2 separate regions of the Mus musculus genome follow, and region 2 is linked to region 1. A link is a contact called in public HiChIP or PLAC-seq data. All regions are on one chromosome and are shown on one strand. The core of a region is the stretch at or near the end of the contact, and the rest is flanking DNA. Distances in the headings are between cores, read along the strand shown.

Region 1 (7,353 bases), core at 2,081-4,580:
CTTCCTTCCTTCTTTCTTCCTTTCCTTTCTTTTTGAGATTTATTTATTTAACGTATGAGCGCTCTATCTGCATGTACACCTGCATGCCAGAAGAGGGCATCAGATCCTATTACAGATGGTTGTGAGTCACCATGTGGTTACTGGAAATTGAACTCAAGACCTCTGGAAGAGCAGCCAGTGCTCCTAACTGCTGAGCCATCTCTCCAGCCCCCTTCAATCTTTTCTTAAATACTATAGAAAAAAACATATTAACTGAAACAGTTATTTGGAGAAGGAAATCCTGATGCTAAAACAACTAGCTATTCTTTCAGACAAAAATAGTTATATCCCTGTATCACATTTGTATTAGACTTTCATTGCTATGGCAAAATATTCAATATAAAAAACTTAAAAGAAAGATTTGTCTTGACTCACGATTTAGAGGTTTCACCGCATGGTCAGCTGGCCCCACTATTTTAGGTCTTAGGTGGGGTTGAACATCATGTTGGAGAGCTTGTGGTGAAACAAAGCTGCTTGCATCTTAATAGCCAGGAAGCAAGAGAGCAAGGAACCAGGAATGTGATAAACCCTTGACATTCACTGACTTATTTCCTATCTCCTGTCTCCTTCCCATCTCCTACTATCCAAGACCATCCAACAAAGTCTTGAGTTCTACAAATAAACCAGTGGAGTGATCCACGGATTTTGTTAATATCCCCATAAACCGGAAGTTCACCACTTGGCAAACAAGCCTTCAGGGAACATTTCACACTCAAACCATAATAATACTAAATTCCCTAAAGTAAACTCAGAAAGATTATCTTTGATGAAAATAAATCTGAGTAATGAAATATAGTACATCGTAGAGCAGTATGAGGGTGCTAATTGTGGTGACCAGGACATGACTCTGAAAAAGCAACATTTGAGTTAAGCTGTGAAGCTGGCAGCCAGAAGAAAATCTAGGGGAAGAAAGTACCAGAAAGGAGAGGAAATAAAATGAGTTTAAGATTAAAATTAAAGATTTAAATAGAATGCACTATAACAAAATTCAAAAAAAGATAATATAGTTGTTGTTACATGAGAGAAGGAGTATCTTAAAAACAACAAATGGTCTCCACCCATTGTCTCTGAGGCCAGTGTGCTGAGCAGCAGAGCCTTTTGGGCTCTCCTGTCATCCCAGAGGCTAGCATGTCTGCACCACAGAGGCTTCGACCCCTACCCATTGCCCCAGAGGTTAGTACTCCTTTAACACAGAGAGTTTGGTCCCTTCCTGTTGCCCCAGAGGTCAGTACATCCCAGGCTATTTCCCCAGATGTCAGTAGGCCAAAAGGCTTTAACTCCACCCACCATTCTGCTGTCACCTAACCAAGGCTGGAGCACCTCAGCCACCCTAATTATAAATTAACATAAGTAATCTCCAGTTTCCACAATTTAATTTCACAGATACCAGAACGCACTCCTGCTGTCTGGATGCACATCTCCCTCCTGCCTCCAGCATGCACTCTGGCTTATGAGAACCAAGATAGTGTGTTCCCAGTCCCAGCATATACTCTGATTTGCTGTGAGACCTAGTTCATGAGAATGCACAGCTCTCAATTGCTGTCCTTGGCCTACACTCCAGCCCTGTGTGCATAGAGGTTTATGTGGTCAGAATATATATGACTTTCAGTTATCAATGGACCCCTGTCACTTTACAAGCACCCTGGTTCGTAAGATCAGAGGATGAGCAACGCCTCAACTCCATCTCCTGAACTTCCTCACTGCACTGTATATAAGTCACAGGTTAGGCCACCCCTAGCCATGTGGGGATAATCTTAGCTATCCGATCCAGATGTCAGCAATGAGTGACTCCACAACTGAAGTTCAAGTGTCAGCAAGCTGAGCCAACAAGAACCAAACTGGTGAAACACCAAACACCAATCAAAATGCCCGATCAACACAGGAGGAACAGAAGGAGTTAACCAACAAATGTATTCTGGATGTGCATGTCCCGGTGCAAAACCACAAGTTCCATAAAAAGCCAAGATAAATTGTCTCCTTCAAAATTACCAGTACCAGCTGGGCAGTGGTGGCACAGGCCTTTAATCCCAGCACTCAGGAAGGAGAGGTAGGTGGATCTCTAAACTCAAGGCCAACCTGGTCTACAGAGCAAGTTCCAGGAGAGCCAGGACTACACAGAGAAACCCTGTCTTGAACTTCACCCAACCAGTGCTCATGCCAAAAAATAAATAAATAAAAACCTAAACAGAACAAACACCAAAACAACAAAAAACCAGTACCATAGTAATGGCCACACCATTGAGAGGGACTTAGAGAAATTTTCAGAAGAATAATTCAGAATAAATTATTACAAATATGTTCAGAGACCTCAAGAAGTCAGGCATAAACTCATGAATGAATTCAAAGAGCATACCAATAATCTTTTGAATGAATTCCAGGAGAACACAAATAGCTGCATGAAATTTGAAAGTCAATTCAGGATACAAAAATAGTATTCAATAATGAGGAATACTGAATAAAACCCAGACTGAAACAAATCTATAGATGGGAAAAGTTATCAAATCAAAAATTTAAAAACCCAGGAGAAAACCTTACTGGAACATGTGGAGGACAGATTATTAGGGCTTGAAGACAAGGTAAAGGAGCTGAATCATTCAGACAAAGTCAGTGATAATTTTAAGAAAATGCAGGGTGCTTTTGGCAGTTGGTGGGTGCTGGGAAAGAAGAGTCAGTTTTCTTCCAGTCTCCAGTAAATGGTGCTTTACAACCATGCACACATAGGAAGCACTAATTGGAATCAGTGGGTTATTACAATCATATATATATTGATTACTTAATTTTATAAAACAAACATTACTAGATACTAAATCACTGGTTAATCTAAACAGATTGTAGGTGACTTCAATATGCTACCCTCACCATCCAGACATAAAAATAGAGAAACATGAGTTAAATGACATCCTAAATCAAGGCACATAACATTCCATCCAAACACTCTTTTTTTTTTTTTTTTTGGTTTTTCAAGACAGGGTTTCTCTGTATAGCTCTGGCTGTCCTGGAACTCACTCTGTAGACCAGGCTGGCCTCGAACTCAGAAATCCACCTGCCTCTGCCTCCCGAGTGCTGGGATTAAAGGTGTGTGCCACCACTGCCTGGCCATCCAAACACTTGAGAATACACATTCATCACAGAATCCATAGACTATATAGGCTAAAATAGATCAAATAGGAAGTAAAGCAAGTTTCAAAAATATAGGAAAATAGAAATAATTGCTTGTATTATGTCTAACCTCACTGGAATAAAGATAGACGCTAACAGGAAGTGAAACAACATGAATACCCAAACCCATGAAGATTAAGCAACTCACTTGGATAATGTGTGGGAGCAATTCCTTCTCTGGCAAGATAACTGAGCAGATAAAACCACTTCCTCAGGAAGGCAGAAAATATGAGTTTGATCTTCTGAGCTCATACTGGAAGGAGAGAACCAACTTCTGAGAGTTATCTTCTGACTTCCACATGTTCACCACAGCACACTCCCCCCACCCCCACACAGAGAGGGTCATAATAATAACAGTGATAGAGTCATGATATGATGAAAACAATGGATAGAACCATTGAACAAATCAAGAAGGAAACAAATTCCTAGAAGTGAACACTTAAATCAATTGGATTCCATTGAAGGCAGACACATGAGGGAATTTTATAGCTCTAAATGCATATGCTACAGAATACCTTACTTAATGATGCATCTTTAAAAATTGAACTAACAAAACAAACCAATACCTAAACTAGTAGATCGAAATAATTGAGATTATGGCAGAATCCAGTGAAATATAAACAAACAATAGCAAAAATAAATAACAAGAATTGATGAAATGGACAAAATGGCTCTTTGGAAAGATAAACAAAATTGACAAACTCTTAATCAAATTCACCAGCAAATACAGAAAAACGACCAAATCGATAAAATTCTAGATGAAAAGAGAAAGAATACAGCAGATATCAATGAAATTTAGAAAGTATCATCATACCTACAAAACTTACATTTATTCAAATTGGAAAATCTAAAAGTAGATGAATTCATAAATACGTATTATATAGTGATGTTAAACCAAGATGAGATCATTCAAATTGATCTGTAACAAGCAACAAGATTGGTGCAGTAGTAAATCTGCCCCACCCCAAAATTCAGATAGATTCTAAGCAGAATTCTAGCCAAGCCATTAAAGAATGAAAAACAATACTTGTCAAATTATTCCATAAAACAGAAGGAATGCTTCCCAACTCTTTTTCATGAAGCCAATAAATGTAGGCAAAGATACAACAGCATATAATAACTATAGACCAATTTCCCCCGAAGAAGATAGGTGTAAACATTTCTCGACAATAAAATACTTGCAATTGGACTTGAAGAATAGATCAAAAAGATCATTAACTGTGATCAAGTTGTCTTCATTCCAAAGGTTCAGTGATTATTCACATATATAAATCAATGTAATTTATCACATAAATGGACTCCTGGACAGAAGTCACATGATTATCTCAATAAGTGCAGAAAAGGCCTTTGATGAAATATATAAAAAGCTCTGAAGATACTAAGGATTGAGGGACTATGGGGATCAGGGGAAGCCCTGAATATTTGAAGGCCTCAGTGTATTGTTAACTTGGGCACAGCCAAGTCAAGAGCTAGAGCCTCAGATCCATGGGAAAATTGAAACACCTTTCTCCCAGGGTCAGGCTCAGAATGATGGCAAAGCTGCCTTCTGGTCTGTGTGTGAATGTTGATAGTATGTGCAGAAAATGTCCACTATATCTTTCTACACCTGGATATTTACCACCTGAAGATTGATCCTCTACAGAGATCCCTCTTAGAGAGATAAGCTGAACCTGTCTTCTCTTTCAGCCTTATATAAATAACCCCACCTCCTTGTTCAGCTATACGCAATAACTCTGCCTGTCTGTTTAACTGTATATAATAAACACACTGAGATTCTGGGGTGCTGCAGCTTCTCTATCAGAGAGCCCAGCTTTACTGTATGCTTATGTGTTTGTCTTTTTTTTTTTTAATTTTGTTTTTCAAGACATGGTTTCTCTGAATAGTCTTGGCTGTCCTGGAACTCACTTTGTAGACCAGGCTGGCCTCGAACTCAGAAATTCGCCTGCCTCTGCCTCCCAGGTGCTGGGACTAAAGGTGTGTGCCACCACACCCGGCTCGTGTTTGTCTTTTTATTACTTCACTGCCCCTGTCCCTGGAGCTGTGCAAACATATTTCACCATAATAAAGGGTAGGTATGACAAAACTGTAGTCCAAATTGTGCTAAACTCAAAGCATCAGTACTAAAGAACAAGGGCGATCACTCCTATTTAATATAGTGATTGAAGTCTTAGTTACAGCCGTAAGACAAGAGAAAGAAATAAAAAGATAACAAACAAGGAAGTTGAAATATTCCTACTTGCAGATAATATGATTCTATACATAAGAGACATCAAAGCCTGTACCAGAAAACTCCAGGAGCTGATAAACACTTTTAGTAAAGTGGCAAGACACAAAATTAGCATTAAAATCAGTATCTTTCCTATATATCAATTACAAGTGTACTAAGAAAGAAATCAGAGAAACAACTCCACTCACAGTAGAATCAAAAATATCTTTGAATAAATCTAAATAGGAAGTGAAAGACCTCTACAATGAAAACTTTAAAACACTGAAGAAGAAATTGAGGAAGATATTAGAAGACCTCCGTGCTGACTAGGTTTTTTTTTCCAACTTGACACAAGCCTTGACCATATGGGATGAGAGACTCTCAATTGAGAAAATGCCCTCTCTCATCAGATGGGCCTGTAGGCAAGTCTGTGTGAAGTGGAAACTTAAGGGCTCTTTGGAAAGTTGTTTGGATGGTGTTTTGCTGGGGTAAACACATGAAGGAATGTTTGGCTAAAGTAGACACATGTGAAAGGCTAAGGCAGACTTGTGAAGGAACGTTTAGCTGCAGCAGAAATAAGTGAAAGGATGTTGTGCTGAAACAAGCACATGAAAGGACACGTGATGAAGGGTTCTTCACTAACAACATACATGCATTGATCCACCTTACTATGCATAGTTGAGCTACATAAATAGTTGTCAGGATTTTATAGAGAGAAACTCACCAAAACAAACAAACAACCTTCTGGTGGTGTGCCACAGTTTATTGTTGCTTCCTCAGACTCAGGGTGATTGGCAGAGTGATGTCAGCTGATACAGATGCATGTGCTGAGGCAAGACACGTGGAGGACACAAGATGTTTAGAGGAGTATAAAAAGGACTCAATGGATAGTGACAGAGTGGCTGAGATAGGCTTGCTGGTACATCTAGCTGTGCAACAGCTGTTAGTCTTAAGGCTTCGCTGATCTTTGCTTCACTGATTTTTGCTTCGCTGAGAGAGGCACAGCTGAGAGATTTTCCTAGCATTCCTCTTGGTCCCTCCTACTGACTCGAGCTGAGGTTGAGGGTAGATTGAGCTGCCACTGCTAATCTGTGAACTGAACTGCTGATTTTCAGACAACACAGATGGGAGTTGCTCCAAAGAACCTTTCTAGACAGGTCCACACCCTCCCATCCTTTCTTTTGTACTACCTCTGGTGGGAGGTGGGCTACAAGGGAGGTTAAAGCATTTAAGAACCATAGTTAAACATAGGTTTTGAAAAAAACTAAAAGTTATACCTGTGGGGCACTTTCTTAATTGATGGTTGATATTGAGAGGATCCAGCCCACTGTTAGTAGTGCCAACCCTGGACAGGTGGTTCTGAGTTGTATAAAAACACTAGATGAGTGAGCCACACACAGGAAGCAAGCCAGTAAGCAGCATTCTTCCCTGGATCTGCTTCAATTCTTTCCTCCAGGTTTGTACCTTGAGTTCTGTCAGTGATGGACTGTGATGTAGCAATGTAAGATAAAATAAAGCTTTTATTCCTCGTGTTGCTTTTGGCCATGGTCTTCATCACAGAAATAGAAAAAAAAACCCAAACAAACAAATTACAAAAAAAACAAGGTAACCTCCAATGTTTGAAGAGTGAAATAATATTATGAAAATGGTTATCCTGCCAAAAACAATCTACAAATTCAATAAAACTCAACTCAAAAAAAAAAGAATGCCAGCAGCATTCTTCACAGATATAGAACAAAAATCTGAAAAATTCATATGGGAGCACAAAGACTCAAATAGCCAAAGTAATCCTGACCAAAGAAAATATTGCAAAATGTCTGATTTCAAGCTATACTACAAAGCTATGTTGATAAGAACAGCATGTTACTGGTACAAAACCAAACATAGATCAATAGAACAATCCAGGTAGACCCACACAACTACAGCCACTTCATTTTGCCACAGGCCAA
Region 2 (7,353 bases), core at 1,892-4,391, 310 kb after region 1:
ATTCCCAATTCAGGGTTTGAACCACCATTCTGTAACGTGGAATGAATGTCTCAAGGGTTCTTTCACTAACATCTTTTCATTTTTGTTTTGAAAATCAAATTAATTCATTTGTTAAAATTCAAACCTTATTGAAGCATTCAGAGTTGCAAATCAATGCCCTTTCCCCCATCCTTTTACTCTCCAATTTCATTCTCTATCCCAGACAAATACCAATTAATAGGGTCATTTCCCACCAGGTCATTTTTATTTCTATACATTTACAAATGTATCTACAGTTTATGGAGTCCTCCAATCATAGTACCACCCCACCTAATACAAAGGAGAAATGTTTGAGGGAGGACTATGTGCCTTTGTAGATTTGCACGGTGCTTCTCATCCTTTATTCTGGCCCTCCACAATGTGTGTCATCTTGCCCTCTTATACTCCCCGTTCCTTAATTTTTAAAATGCATATCAAGTTTTATCCCTTCAGGGATTTTCATTGTAGAGCAATCAAATTCCAGTTCCTTAGTGATCCTACTATCCTCTATGGTGGCATTTATTGGACCATGAGTAGCTCCAGCAAGGTCTCCCTTAGGTGAGTAAAATATACCACCAAGGGAGCAGGAGCGCCCTCTCAAGGGACAGAGGCGGGGCTAATCGCGTGGTAGGAGGAGCCTTATATCCAGTGTGAGCTGTGCAGCCGTGGGGGTGGGGGGGGCTTTGTAAGCCGAGGGCGAGGGAGGGGGCTGGGGGGGGGGGACAAGATTGCTACTGGCCTCAGACCCTGCACACTGTTGCAGGCCTCGCCAAGCCCCTGCGGCGGAGGTGAGCTTAGTTCCCCCCTCCCCTCTTCCGGGACCTGGGGGGACGGGGCGGTTTTAGACTCCTCGAGGTAGGGGGCAGTTCCCACGGGATCTGGCTCTGAGGCTCGGAGGTAGCCGCTTTGGAGAGCCTTTGGGAAAGGCTGCTGAAGGGCCAGACTGGCGGTAGCAGCAGCCTTCCTCGAACCCCTCCTCCTCTCCCCTCCCCCAGTCCTCTGCGGCCTCCAGCAGAGAGCTAGCTGCATCTTTGGGGACAGCAGGACAGCGGGGAAGCAGCGAACAGCGCGCAAGAGAGCGGCCAACAGTGGGGATGCGAGGTACCGGCATTGGCCCTGGCCTAGTGGCCCTAGAAAAGAAGTAAAGGCCCAGCCTTCAGTTTTTCTCTTAAGGGTTGGAGGAAGGCGGCTTCAAGAGGAAAAGGAAGGTGAGGGGCGAGCAGGCAAGCTTCATGGTCACTACTAGGCGCGCGCGCGTGCGCGTGCATGTGTCCTGATATGTATGTGTGTGTGTGTGTGTGTGTGTGTGTGTTCTGATATGTATGGTGCTGCAGGACACACATTCATTTTGTTTCATTGCATTAATTTTTAAAACTATTTTATGTATCTTAGTATATCACAGCATTCAATTGTGTCCCATTTTTACATAGCTATATTGTATGCTTGGACTACAGTTTATTTAACCGTTTCCTGATTGTTGTACACTAGCTTGTTTTCTTTGGGGGAGAGGGGGCTATTGCAAGTAATGAATGGGCTTGTGTATGTTTCGTGCACATGTACGAAGGTATTCCTGTAGGAGAAATTCTTCGAGAAGTAATAGCAGAATCAAAACGTGTATGTATTTCAAATCTTGATAGATTTATCTAAATCTCCTTCCCCAAAGGCCATAATAATTTACACTCTCCAACGTAGTACGATATTGCCTATTTTTCCATAGCTATGCCAACATGAATTGTTACTTATCTTTATATCTTTTCAGTTATACAGTAAAAAATCACATGTCGTTGCTTTCATTTTACTGCTGTTTGAGCATATTTTCATTTTTCTAATTACAAAAGTCAGTAGTTAAATATGAACAGTCTTGTATATAAGCAATAAACATTTTGAAATTTTAATACCAACCCCCCCACTCTAAATTTCAAGAAAAATAAAAATATCTGGAAGTAAACTATAAAACTTTCAGGAATACAATGGAAGAACGTTTGCATAAATGGAGAAGGAATATCAGGCTTCTGCATAGGAAGCCTCTATTCTGTAACGATATTCATTTTTCTATATTGATTCAAGCAGTTGATGCAATTCCAATAAATATACTAAGTTTTTGGAACTTGACGATTCTAAAGTTTATGAGGGGGGGATGGCTAAGAATAACCAAGAAAATGTTTTTAAAGATGGGGGTGCTTGTACAATTAAACTGTACTCTGAAGGAAGCATGTTTAAATTAGAATAGACAGAACAATGGATTAGAATGGAAAAGCTCACAAACGGGCCAGACTGGATCCCGATTTATTGGAGAAACATTGTTGGTTAGACATGCAAAAACTGCCATATTAAAATCTCCAAGCGCCTTTCTCCCCACCCCAAGCTTGAATTTGCTTTTGAGGGCAGACGCCTTTGTTTGGAGAAAACCACTTTATTGGGTCTTTTTTGTTATAAGGTAAGGAAAGCCTCAATATTTAAAACTGGTGACTCCGGAGGTAGAACTAATGATATGAGCTTTTAGTGAAAAGATGGATTCAGGTTAGCCTGCAGTGCGGCGAAGGAAGAAGTATGGATATTAGAGGTCTTTAGATTTTTCCCCCCATGTTTTGAGCACAAAAACTGGTGTGTCATTGTTTCCATTTGCATTTGTGTGTTTATTGTAAATTGAACATCTTTTATGCGTTAGTTAAGACTAGCACGTTATTCCTCGAGGCAGGTAACAATGGGAACCCATTCTTTTCGCTTTCGGAATGGAGTTTGGCTAATTGGTACAGCCCTGCTGGAAGCGTGAGAATAAACAGGTTGACTTTTTAAGCACTAGGCAGGCTCCAGACACCTAAATCGGGGGCGGAGGTAGTTTTCAAGACATGGCCGAGATTTGGCGCTGAGCTGTGTCATCGCGAGGTTTGGTAGCAAGCTCCGCAGTGGGTCGGAAACCTCGTGGTAAGCGAGATCCCTAAAGGACGAGAGCTTCCTCCCTTTCCCCGAAAAAACTCCCAGTCATTTTCACGAAGCTCCGCCTTTCTCCTTTTTAGGAGCGTGCACCTGGTCTCGCGAGATCTCATGTTTCCTAAAGGCGAGGCGCGGGCGGTCTCCTGCGGTGAATTACGAAGGTCTCGGCGAGGCTGAACGTAATATCGCGATAGTTCCTACGGCGCATGCGGGAGCCGGCGGCGGCATGCTGGCTCCGCCCCGTAGTGCTCCGTGAGGTTGTGCGTCATTTGCTTTTCGCTTCGCGTGGGGTGAGAGCGGAGCGGTGGCGATTTGGGGTTTGGTGGCAAGCGAGGGTTGGGACGGGCTGGGCTCAGTTTTTCCTGGTCCGGTGGAGGTTCTCCTGGGATCACGCGAAGGCGGCGGCCGAGGTTGGCTACTGAGTGCAGGAGCTGCGGAGGCGCGAGCAGCGTCTTCTGGTGCTGCCGTTCTTAGCCGGTGAGTTCTCGCGGGAGCAGGGTTACGTCCTCGTGGGGATTCGCCGGCGGTGGCGGAGATACCTTGGGGGTGGGGGGGCAGTGACTAGGGTCGGGCCGCCTGTTAAGATGGCGGCGGCGGCGGCTGCCTGTCTTGCTCTTACACGGTACCAAGGGGTTAGCTATCCGCGTTTGTGACGCTTCTCAGGTACCAGACGTTAAGGAGATGACGAATGGCGAAACGTCGTGGTGCCGGTAAATCCTTCCTGAGCTGAAGACCATCCTGTTTCTTACCGGTTAAAGCGACACCATTTCCCCCGGCCTCTGCCTCGTGTGGGCCTGCCTTTGCCCCACCAATCGCTCTTCGCCTCTGTTTTCGTCGTCGCAGTGGGCGGGTTGGGAAGTGCGGGAGGGAGTCCATAGTTCATTGGGTAGTGGGCTGGGGATTAGATTAAAAAGTGGGAGAGAGGGACGCACCTAAGATTGTTCTCATAATTATTGCGCGCTTGCTGCTTCTCAGCCCTTGCAGCGACCCATATGAAACCCCTAGTTTTTCTTGATCCGAGGTGGGCTCTGCTTCCCTGCTCCCGCGGCTTTCGGGCTAAGGTTTGAGAGGTCAATCTGTAGAGTCATTAGAGTACCTTCCCTTTCCCAAATTCTGTCTCCCTGTCAAATCGCTCAGCTACGTGAATATCGGGATGCATTATTAAGGGGAGAAGTTAAAAAAAATCCTATCACTCCTCCTCTGTAGTCCTAATTTAGAGCCTAGCCTGAATCATCTACCCTGTCCCATGTCCTTCCGTGGTGCTTTTGGCGCAGATGTTAAAAGAGCTTATCTTATTCCCTGCATTTACTCCATCTTTGTGGATGGATCAGCAGTAACCTTCCATTTTCCTAGGTCCTCTTGCTTGTTTATCCCTGACGCGGGGACAGCGTACTGATTTCTTCAACTTTGAATGTTTTGAGACCATACTTGGGCAGAACAATAAACGGGTCAGTGGTCGGATAATTGCAGTCTTAGTGGTCTCCTTCGTGCCCCCACTAGGTGAAACTTTGCCTTTCCAACCCCTTCCACGCTACAAGCTCTGGGACCCGCCCCCTTTCCCGCCTATGTTTCTGTAGTCTGCTGGTCTGTATATCTTTTTGTTTTGTTACAGCTAACCAACATTTAAGAACTAAGTCTCACTTCTTAATCCTTATATTTCTCTCTTAACTGCTCTTCCTCCCACCCCCAGGAGCTGAATCCCCTAGCAAGGTGTCGACCCCCAGTACCTTTTCCTTCCTCCAGGAGTTTTACCCCTAAAACAGTCACGCTCCTTTTAAATTTAAATTTACTTCCTTTCTCCTCAAATCACTTCTATTATAGACAATTAATTCCCTATCACGTGTTTCCTTTGTAGATAACATGATTTGAATTACTTTTTATTTAGCACCAGTGTTGCATAGATTGAGGAGATGCTGCCAACATTTCCAATTCATAGGAAGCAGCCTGATTTAGAAAGTTAGTGTTTGCTTCCAGTTCACATTGAACTCATGACCTTGGGCAAATTACTTTTCAGATTTTGTTTGTTTATATAATGAGGGTAGTAATGCTTACCTTGTAGAAAATTTGCCTCAGAAAGTTTGGGTGCCTTTTTAATGTGAAACTGTATTGGTAGATAAATGTTTTTGTGCCATATTCTACCTTTATAGCCTGGTAAGGTTTTTAAAAATTGTTATTTCTTCAGCTGTATTTTTCTATGTTTAGGAATAATACCTATTCGCTCCTGTCTGCTTTTAATTTTTTCCTCATAAGCCACTTTGTATGATCAGTGGTTCATGTTTGAATATGTTCTCACTATTTGAAGCTTCTACTGGTGTAAGACTTTTGAATGCAAAATCATTCTCTTGGAATGACCACCAGCTATGTTTCGGTCATGAACCACACCCAAGTGTTCTACCTTTTGGAAGGGAGTGCCTCATCCCTTGCCTACTCATTTTTGCCACTCCTTCAAATACAGTCTGTCCTGTCCTTCACCTCACAAAAGTCTTGAAATTTCATGCCATTGCCAGTTTGCAGTGTTAAAGAGAACTTAAGCTTCAAGTGTTTTTATTTCTTTCTCTTTACCTCATTTATTTCTCTTTACCTCTATCATTTTTAGACAAACTTTGTCTAAGTTGGGTCAGTATGGGGGGCATATTTGGCAGTCTTTTTATTTAAGTAGGATAATACCTATATGCAAGACATTAGGAAGGTTGATCTAATTAAATACCATCATTTCCCCCTCAAAGGCAACCACAGATGACTCTTTGATAACTACCTCCTGTTGTGCTTTTGCCATTTTATATTTTCTAACATTTTACTCGGAAGTAGTTTTTCTTACTACTATATTTTTATTAGATCAACACTAGAGTGGTTTTTTTCCTTAATTATGTTGGTTGGGTGATGGGGTTCAAGTAGGAATATAGTTGCAAGAAGTATACTATCATTGACATTTTAGTGGGTAACATCTGATAATTAACTATTTGTGGATTTCCGTTTTGAGCTTCAGGGTTTGAGTTGGAAGTGCTTTAGGAAAATGAATTTCCTCTTTCATTGAAAGACAGGTCACTTTATTTTGAGACTCTTGTCTTGATTCCTTTTACAGTGGGTTAAGCAATAATCACTAACTCTTGTCCTTTAGAATTATACTAAATCTGGGAATGATGATCAAGGCATGACCTAAAAGGTTTAATTTATTCTAGGTAGATCTCTGAGAAGAGAGGAAGGAGTGGCAGTACCAAATAAAAACTTTGTCTAAGGTTCAGTGACAAAGTTCAACCTGAATTTCCAGGATGTTTATCGTTTGTCTCCCAGTATGGCCAAAAAGCACTTATGAAGGTGAAAAATAATTTTAATGTGTACAGCTTTTTCTTTTCATAAAATATGTTTTCCTTAGTGTCAGTTTGTTAAACATGCTATCATTTTGTTTGAGTTGAAAACAGTTTTCAGGGGTATTGTCTAAGTGTCACTAGAAACACTATACAGTTCTTTTTCAGAGTGTTTAGTTACTGCTCAAAGCAGGTTCTAAAAATGCAAGTTGGCATTTAAGGGCTATTGCTTCAAAAATAACTGATTGTGTCTATTGATACAGTGGTTAACTACCCAATTCTAATGAATAATATACTTCTTTTCCACAATCTTTTTTTGTAGGTCCTTCAGTAGCCTGACCTGAGTGTTAGTGCTTCAGAGGAACAAACCAGTAGACCAGAACTTGGTCAGGAAGTTTCAGGAAGCTATTGGAGCAGTGTTGGGATTTCCCACCAGGATGACTATGATTGGCTGTGATTTTAGGTTAGTTTTTTTTTTGTTTTTGTTTTTTTTAAGATCTTTGCGGTTGGTATTTGTATTTTACATCTTGAAATGGAGATGGGGCTGGAATTTACATTTTTTGCTTGTGCTGCTTTGGTTCCATTATATGGGTCAGGTTTGTTTTATTTTTTTTTTTAAATAATTTTATTGGATGGAGCTCATTAGACAATTAAAAGGAATTGTTTTAAATGTATATTGTCAGTGCATGATTTTCACAAAATTTGAAACATAACTGAGTAGTATGTTGTCTACTCCCCCAGGTATTTTTAACATTTATCAACTTTAGCCTTTTTAGTTTTACCCTATGGCACCCCCCTTTCCCATAGAATTATTTTGAAATAAACCTCTCTTGATGTGTTATTTTTATCCATACCAAAAATTGTATAGATATTGAGAGAGTTCTTGACAGTATAACCCAGAATTCATTTTCAGTTGAAGAAATTGAAAATTTAAAGGTAGAAAATGGGCTCATTTTAAAATTTCCGTGATATTTTAAGTTTGACTCATGATCCAGAGAAAAGTCCATTTATGAAATAGTTTATGTAGACTTTAAGTCTGTTTTATTCTTCAGGTTATATTTCTCTTGTTTTTTTTTCTCCAATTTATTTGTTAAGT

What was found. HiChIP or PLAC-seq counts read pairs in DNA pulled down with a chosen protein or histone mark.
Region 2: a contact with region 1 is called in an H3K4me3 HiChIP or PLAC-seq map of bone marrow-derived macrophages, with 2.9 times the contacts expected there. The contact joins the promoter of Huwe1 here to the enhancer-like site in region 1. A contact is called at or near these places in 6 of 39 promoter capture datasets (the C10 cell line, the HPC-7 cell line, HPC-7-derived erythroid cells and 3 more), 1 of 484 Hi-C or Micro-C datasets (the G1E-ER4 cell line) and 9 of 115 datasets of contacts at active chromatin or transcription factors (the 230-238 cell line, the SCID.adh cell line, acute myeloid leukemia and 4 more).

Annotation. Positions count from the first base shown.
Region 1 is chrX:151,493,386-151,500,738 of GRCm38.p6, forward strand. No RefSeq gene overlaps it. Among named protein-coding and RNA genes, the nearest start is that of Phf8, 24 kb to the right of the region's middle. Within about 2 kb of position 3,331, at least 6 of the 459 cell types and tissues checked have an H3K27ac peak or open chromatin away from gene starts, as enhancers often do. A contact at or near this core is called in bone marrow-derived macrophages, where this site is marked.
Region 2 is chrX:151,800,141-151,807,493 of GRCm38.p6, forward strand. It overlaps Huwe1 (HECT, UBA and WWE domain containing 1), which reads left to right and starts at 3,142. Exons shown (of 83, transcript NM_021523.4): 1 at 3,142-3,429; 2 at 6,580-6,720.